Regions from separate parts of the Pan troglodytes genome. Here region 2 is linked to region 1. Evidence: chromatin contacts called from public HiChIP or PLAC-seq data. All regions are on one chromosome and are shown on one strand. The core of a region is the stretch at or near the end of the contact, and the rest is flanking DNA. Distances in the headings are between cores, read along the strand shown.

Region 1 (4,051 bases), core at 867-3,366:
AAAATCTTCCAGGGGGCTGGGCAGAGAGTCTCACGACTGTAATCCCAGCACTTTGGGAGGCCAAGGAGGGTGGATCACCTTGGTGGGGGCAGGGCCTGGAAAAAGGAGCCTCAGGGCCCCAGCAGATAAAGTGTTAAGGCTTTCCCTTTTAATTCTAGGGCTTTGGGAAGCCTGGGTGGGGGCATGGCTTGAGGCCAAGAGTTCAAGACCAGCCTGGGGAAACAGTGAGATGCTGTTTTGCAGCCTGTAGTATTAGCTACTCTGGAGGCTGAGGCAGGAGGATCATTTGAGCCCAGGAGGTGGAGGCCCTCAGTGAGCTAGGATCGTGGCACTGCACTCCAGCCTGGGCGACAGAGTGAGACCCTGTCTCAAAAAAAAAGGCCGGGTGTGGTGGTTCACGCCTGTAATCCTAGCACTTTGGGAGGCTGAGGCGGGAGTATTGCTTAAGGCCAGGAGTTCAAATTCAACCTAGCCAACATAGCGAGACCCTGTCTCTCAGGAAAAAAAATAATAATAATAATAACAGAGCTAAGCCTTGCCCCAAACTCACTGGGGGAGGGATCTCATGGACCTCCATGGACGCACCTAGGTGCCTAGGGTCTCGACTAACGGACCCAGCCAGAAAGCCGGCACTCACCTCCGCAGCGCTTCTGCCTGGCTCTGCAGCGCCGCCCGGAGGCGCTCTAGCTCCTCGCAGCCGTCGCTGCTGCCGCAGTTCGCCGGTAGCACAAACAGATCCGCGGCTCCTAACCCCGCGCTGTTCAGCAGAGCTGCTGTCTGATCACGGGCCTGGGCGGCAGTCTGTGAATCCCCAGGACGGAGGTTCCGCACAGCCAGTAGCGGGGTCCCTCGGGACAGGGCGGCCAGCGCTGCCTCTCCCAGGGCTGGAGCCAACGGTTCCCCGTTCCCCTCGGGTCCGGGCAGCACCAGTACCAGCACGTTGGCTTCCGCCGCCCAGGGCCCCGGCGCTGCGGGTGGGCAGCTCAGCTCGCCCAGAAAAAGGCCTGGGCCCGCAGCTCTTAGGCTAGGAACCCCGGAGTCCGGCCGTCCCTCGGGGGCCTCGAGCGTCTCCACATCCTTGTCGCACAGCGCTGCGATCAGCGCGGACTTCCCCAAGCCCGGAGGCCCCAGGAACAAGGCGGTCACGTCACCCTGCGGCGGAGGCATGGCTGGAAAGCAACGGGTAGAGAAGACCTGGGTCAGGGAGCACCCAGCCTTTTCCTTTCCTAGCCGCCCCACTCGGAACCCAGGCCTCAGTCCTTCACCCTGTCCCCTTCGGTTCTTGAGCGTCACTCTCCAGGACCTAAAAAATCCAGAGCCCAGACCCTATTCCCCCAGAATCCCAGGCGTCCTGTCTGTCCGCCCTCCCTCTAGATGGAAACGTTTCCCTTTCTGCTTCAAAAATTCTGAAATCAGGCGCGGTGGCTCATGCCTGTAATCCCAGTGCTTTGGGAGGCCGAGGCCGGAGGATCGCTTGAGGCCAGGAATTCGAGACCAGCCTGGCCAACATGTGGGTGGACTCTCTGGTAGAGTCTCCGTCTCGATAAAAAATAAAATTTAGCCGGGCATGGTGGCGTGCGCCTGTAGCCCCAGCTACTCGGAAGGCTGCGGCGGGAGGATCGCTTGAGCCCAGGACTTGGAGGCTGCAGTGGGCCGTGATCACACCACCGCACTCCAGCCCAGGCGACAGAGCAAGACCCTCTCTGAAAAATAAATAAAAATAAAACCTCAGAAATCTGGCTTCCAGTCCCTCCTCCCTCGGACACATTGTTATTTTTATCTTTCCCCTTCCCCCTTCCAAATCACCAACCGAGCAAAAAGCCGACCCACGGGAGAGAGCGCAGTCGGTGGCAGTGGGTCAGCAGCTGAGAAGCCTGGCCCCTGGGCCGCGGCGGACGGAGGCCGAAGAGGCCAGGGAGCGGTGATTTAGAGATGCCGGGACCCGTCCCGGTAGCTTTAACCTGACGTCACTCCCTCTTCCAAGGGGGTGTGTCTTGGAAGGCCGACAGCAGAGACCCAGCCCTTCGCAGCGCCTGCGCAGAACGGCCGAAGTGTGCACGCCCCTCTTTGGCGGCCTCAGGGCCTAGAACAATGAATGAGTCAACGCGCCTGCGCGCCACGAGAGCCTACCCACGCATGCGCAAAAGGCTTAGCTAGCTACGCCGCGGGAGGCTGAACGTCATCAAACGCGCCATAGGGCAGAGAAGGACCCCTCCCGTTATTTTGAGGACCGGGCTGGTGCGACTATACTACTGCCGGATGGGAAATCCGGGATCTCGGCTCCGAGAGGCTCATCTGGCAAAAGGGCGCGGAAACCACGGGGGCCCTAAGACTGAGTGGTCCCTATCCCACTTCTCTCTGGGGCGGCGCTGTAGCCAGCGGCTGACAGGCGCAGCGAAAGGCAGCCCTCTGCTGTAAGGAGGAAAACTGAGGCCTGGGAGCAGGAACCTGTAGGCAGCGCTTGAGGGTAGCGGGATAGCAGCTGCAAGCGCGCGTGGGAGGCGGGGGCTCTGGGCGGAACAAAAATCACAGGATGTCAGAGGATGTTTCCCGGGAAGAACTGGGATAAAGGGTGGGTATCACTACCTGCCCCAAGACACTTGAGATTGGGATGACGCTGGTGTCAAAGATCAAGGCTTCCACGCTGAGTTCAGGGAGTTAGTTTGATGCAGCAGGTCATAGGTCACACCAGTGAGAAGACTCTAGGGGAGTCCCAAACCCAGGAAGTCCAGTCCTTTGGGAGGTTTGAAGCTTCTTTTAGCAAGAACTCCATCAATTAGAGTTCAAGGAGATAGTATGTCGTAGGGGTCAAAGGCAGGCAAGGAGAGCCTCTGGCGATGTCAAAGGTCATAGACTTAGGGTGCCCTCTAAGACTGGTAACAGATGAACAGCTTCACTTATGCACGCTCCTCTCCTGACTAGAAGGGTCCCAGCACCATGGAGGACCCGAACCCTGAAGAGAACATGAAGCAGCAGGATTCACCCAAGGAGAGAAGTCCCCAGAGCCCAGGAGGCAACATCTGTGAGTACACATGGCTGGCGGGCTAGAGGAGGGTGGGGTGCAGGAGCTGATGCTAAGATCTCTGTGGCACTTCGGTGTCCAAGGCGCCACAGAGTTTTGCCTGTTGAGAAGGGGCTGTAATGGTCCCTGAGCTGCTCTAGCAGGAAGTGCATCTCCTCACACCAGCTTATGTGGCCAGAGTACTCACCCTCCTCTGGCCACATAAGCAGGATTGCAATGCTTATGCATTCAGAGGGATAGGGTGGCTTCCAGGAGAGGCTTGGGTTGGAGATGTGGCTGAGTATGGTTCTATTGGGAGAGAAACCCCAAGATTCTGGTCCCAACTCTGCCCTAGACTTTCAGTGTAACTTGGGCCTTGGTTTCCTTGACTGTCAAAAGAGGGTGGTACTTCCCACCTCACAGGGTGGGTATGGGATTAACTGCAGCAAAGGGGAAAGCTAGGGGTTAATGATGGTAGCCAGTTTGACATGTAATAGCAACACCTCCTGCTCAGTGTTTTATTATGAGCTAGGTGTATTTATTCTCATATTATGAACCATTTTAACATCCATTATCTCATTGAGTCCTTCTAATAATAGGCCCTTTAAACTGGGAACTGAGGCAGAGAGAGGTATTTGTAACAAGAGCTGTAGTCTCAATGCCCTTGAGCCAGAGACTACCAGGAACACACCTGCAGTTGAACACGTTGGGTTTCTCACTGCAATGAACACACACCATGGGGGGACTGTGGGGTGTCTCACTAAGAATGGTAAAAACGACATAGGATTTGGGCTTGTGGGTGGTGATTTTGGGGAAGGTTCAAGCAAAATTGTTTTGCTCTGGATTGGATGCTACCAGGAAGCAGGGGCAATTCTATGATTGGCTATCGTAATAAATCTTACCCAGAAGGAGGAAGGAAGGAGGCGAGGCTCAAGCTCTGACTGATAAAGCAGCAGCAGACATTCACATTAGCCAGGATAGGAGGATGTTTGGTCATTTTTCTGCTTGGACAGCATTCATATTTTGTCTGTGCTCAGACATTATGATGAT
Region 2 (4,051 bases), core at 1,142-3,641, 190 kb after region 1:
ATGGTGGAGGGAAGGAAGAAATGAGGGGTGAGAAAGCAGAGAGGGGAAGTGGGGTAGGATGGACCCCGTCTCTTCCCATCTGCCAGGGTCACTGTGTTCCCACCTCGGCTTCTGGGTGCGGTGCTTCGGCGTGGGAGCGGCGGGCAGGCCCCGGCCATGCTTCCTGTTGGCATGGACTTCGGCGGCCCCACCCCCTCAGTGCCCGCCGCCGGCCAGAGGAAGCTGCTTGCCTGACCCTCCATGTGGCTCCTGGTCACTTCAGAGCTGCCCACCACCCCCTCCAGATCCAAGTCGGAACATCAGACCCTCAGGAATCTACCCAATCTTCAAATCAGTGTCCGCATCTGGCCCTACCAGCCCAGTTCCACAACCCTTCCGCCAGAGAGGTCTCCAGCCCCTCCTTTGCTGTTGAGCAAGTCTGTTCTCCCCTCAAGCCACTTATTCCAACCCTTGTCCTTGATCTGCCCCATCACTGGCCTGACCAGGGCTGGAATGTGACGGGAGCCTGCTGAGACCTGCCCTGACCCCACTTTCCCCTTTTTTCACTACTCACCACTCATCTTCGGAGTCAGCCCCTTTTCCCCAAAGACAATCAAAACCCCCTTCTCCTTAAGACTCAGGAATCCAGGACCCAGCCCCCTCCTCTCCTGGTACCTAGGAGTCCAGGCCACTGTAAGCCCACCTCTTCACTATTTCCCTGACTAATCAGCATGCAGATTTGGGGAGAAATTGAGCTTGTTAACAGGGCAGACTGGGTTGGGGTTGGTGGGGGGAGGCAGGTCGGGGGAGAGGTTTGTTTCCCATTTCCCATCCCCACCCCCAAGGCAGTTTTTTCTGTCCTTTGCATCTAAGGCACTGGGCAAACATTAGAGGTTAGATAAGGACCAAAGAGCTGCCGCCTACTGGAAGAACTTTGTCTTTCCTCCACTCTCCCTTCACCAAACCTGGGGCTACCTCTCCCCTTATTGGCTCTTGGGGGGTTTGAGTGTCTGATCAGCCACCCTCTGGCCTCCAGGAGTCCTGGACCTCTGGCCGTCTAATGGCAACATCTTCAAAGACTGAAACACTGAAATAAATATTCCCTTCCTTTTGCAGAGAAGGACCCCAGCAACTGTCTCCTGGGAGCACCCAGGAGTCCCAGCCAAAGCCCCTCCTCCCTCAGACCCAAGAGTCTAGGCCCCCAACCTCTCCTCCCTCAGATCCAGGAGTCCTGACCCCCAGCCCCTCCTCCCTCAGACCCAGGAGTCCAGACCCCAGCCCCTCCTCCCTTAGACCCAGGAGTCCTGACCCCCAGCCCCTCCTCCCTCAGACCCAGGAGTCCTGACCCCCAGCCCCTCCTCCTTCAGACCCAGGAGTCCAGGCCCTCAGTCTCTCCTCCCTCAGACCCACGAGTCCAAGCCCCCAGGCCATCCTCCCTCAGACCCAGGAGTCCAGACCCCAGCCCCTCCTCCCTCAGACCCAGGAGTCCAAGTCCCCAGTCCCTCCTCCCTCAGACCCAGGAGTCCTGACCCCAGCCCCTCCTCCCTCAGACCCAGGAGTTCTAACCTCCAGCCCCTCCTCCCTCAGACCCAGGAGTCCAAGTCCCCAGTCCCTCCTCCCTCAGACCCAGGAGTCCTGACCCTCAGCCCCTCCTCCCTCAGACCCAGGAGTCCTGACCCCCAGCCCCTCCTCCCTCAGACCCAAGAGTCCTGACCCCCAGCCCCTCCTCCCTCAGACCTAGGAGTCCCAGCTCCCAGCCACCATGCCCCACTCACCGAGCACCCCCCGAACCACAGCATCTCTGCATGCAGCACCATGAGTCCAATGCCAGTTCCCGCCAGCACCAGCGCCCAGCCGGCCAGAGACTTCTCCTGCTCCAGCAAGCGCTTTCGGCGTCTCAAGGCCCCCAGGCCAAGCACCAGATCCCCGCCCATGGCCCCCGGGGTCTTGGGGCTCAGCCAGCTTCCTGCCCAGGGTCCCCCACCTCGCAGCACGCACAGGGCAGCCACTGTGGCTTGCAGGTCGTCAGCCTGCTCTGCTGGCTCTGGGACTTTTGCTCTGAGGCACAGCAGAGCCCTGTGCCCTCTGGGGAGTGGTGACGGCCAGGCAGGGCGGGGAGGGGCAGGGGAGGCCCCAGGGTAGGGGGAGGCTCCCCAGCTCCCCCTTTTGAGAATAAGGAGGGGCTAGGGTGTGTCTTGGGGCAGAGCAAGAAAGAGACGTCCATCCACGTGGATAAAGACACACACAGACACACGATGGGCTTTGTCACACACAAAGGTCTGTACCTTGTGACACACACCTCTACTCACCACACCCAGACACCGAAGGACACTCCACAGCCCAAGACGGAGACTAACACACCAGGGCACACAACACAACCTACACAGAGTGACTCACAACTCCCAGCAAGCTCTGAAACCCACAGCCACACCCAGACACCACACACATGGTGTGACACACACCAGCACTTAGCAAGCAGGCAGTATCCCGTGGCACACACAGCCACCCAAACACCGTCCACACACAGGCACAAATATTACACTCAAAGTTGTCACAACTTTCTCTGACACAAAGAGCCACACCCAAACACCACAAATAGGACGATGCACACCTGTGGCCACACAAACACAACATACACCAGGTGTTACACAAACACACAATATACATTAAAGTAGTGACGCCCTGATGCCACACACCACACACCTACACAAACACTGTGCAGTCCCAGTTTCCTAAACACTACACACCCTTGGAACGAAACCCAATACGTGTAGACACACAACATTTAGGGACATACCTATAGTAGCCCCCAATCACCCAGACCTAGAGAATTGCACATACATTGTGGCGCCTGTTGACTCGAACACAAGTGCTCGCAGTGATGATTCAAAACACACACTGATTCAGCATGATCTGATGTGTGATGCGATTCAAATACATGGTCAGAGGACAAGCTGAGTGGATGCATGCAGAGACCTACAAGGTACAGCGACACACGGAGAAACCCAAGAAGCACATGCCTGAAGCAAGATGATTCTGGTATATTCTGGCCACACAGGGCAATGCCCAGGATGATGCCCTGGGGGAAGGGGACGGGGTTGGACCTTCATAGACCCCAGTGCCCAAATGCAACATACGGCTGGGTGCAGTGGCTCATGCCCGTAATCCCAGCAGTTTGGGAGGTTGAGGTGGGAGGATTGCTGGAGCCCAGGGGTTTGAGACCAGCCTGGGCAACATAGCAAGATCCTATCTCTAAAACAAGCAAAAACAAAAAAACAAACGCAACATACACCATCACCTCTGAGCCATGAGCCACACCCAAACATGACATACAATACCTCCACACAAGCCAACACGTTATATTCCGACATGCGTGGCCACACACACAACATACACAGAGTAATACACCAGCACACAGTAACACAAAACACATAGACACAACGTTTTCCAACACACCCAACCTTCCACAAACGACCACATGTCCCATAAAACACCAGATGTCACCACTCACTGATACCACTGACACTGAGGTCTACCGCCACCCACAAAACACCAGCATCGGGGGAGGGGGTGTATCCTCCGACACAACATAACACACAGCTACACAAACACAAGACACTTGGGGTGGTTGGCACTCAGGGTGGGTGCTGGGGGCTGAGAAGGAAGAGGCCCCCAACAGGGACATGGACCCTGACGTGAGATACAGCAAATGCCAGTGTGGAATGTGCACGGTGACTCTCAGAGCAACACATGACATAGGACATCACCATGTGTCGCAGCACGAGCCAATCATGGATCTATACACCATACACTCCGACACAGATCAAACCCTCCTGTGGAGACACACAGGCATGCACTGACCTGGTGACGCACATCACCTCCCAGCATCGTGCACTGACCTGGTGACACTGCCCTTGGCCTCATGCACACCCCTCTGCAAGGAACCTGCAGACACAACCCTCCCCCTCCTTGTGTCCTAGGTCGTGTGGGACCCTGGACCCGCCAGCCCCAGGGAAGCGAGACACGCACAGACATGTCTGACTGCACACTGAGGCAGCCCACACGAACACAC

What was found. HiChIP or PLAC-seq counts read pairs in DNA pulled down with a chosen protein or histone mark.
Region 2: a contact with region 1 is called in an H3K4me3 HiChIP or PLAC-seq map of stem cell-derived excitatory neurons, with 7 times the contacts expected there. The contact joins the promoter of KCNN4 here to the promoter of IRGQ in region 1. A contact is called at or near these places in 1 of 7 Hi-C or Micro-C datasets (stem cell-derived neural progenitor cells) and 1 of 1 datasets of contacts at active chromatin or transcription factors (stem cell-derived excitatory neurons).

The regions. Positions count from the first base shown.
Region 1 is chr20:46,550,450-46,554,500 of NHGRI_mPanTro3-v2.0_pri, forward strand. IRGQ (immunity related GTPase Q) reads right to left here and starts at 2,117. Exons shown (of 3, transcript XM_063800773.1): 1 at 1,831-2,117; 2 at 638-1,169. The coding sequence starts at 1,167. It overlaps ZNF576 (zinc finger protein 576), which reads left to right and starts at 2,211. Exons shown (of 3, transcript XM_001157138.8): 1 at 2,211-2,414; 2 at 2,923-3,022. The coding sequence starts at 2,938.
Region 2 is chr20:46,738,470-46,742,520 of NHGRI_mPanTro3-v2.0_pri, forward strand. It overlaps KCNN4 (potassium calcium-activated channel subfamily N member 4), which reads right to left and starts at 2,392. Exons shown (of 9, transcript XM_016936086.4): 1 at 1,755-2,392. The coding sequence starts at 1,913.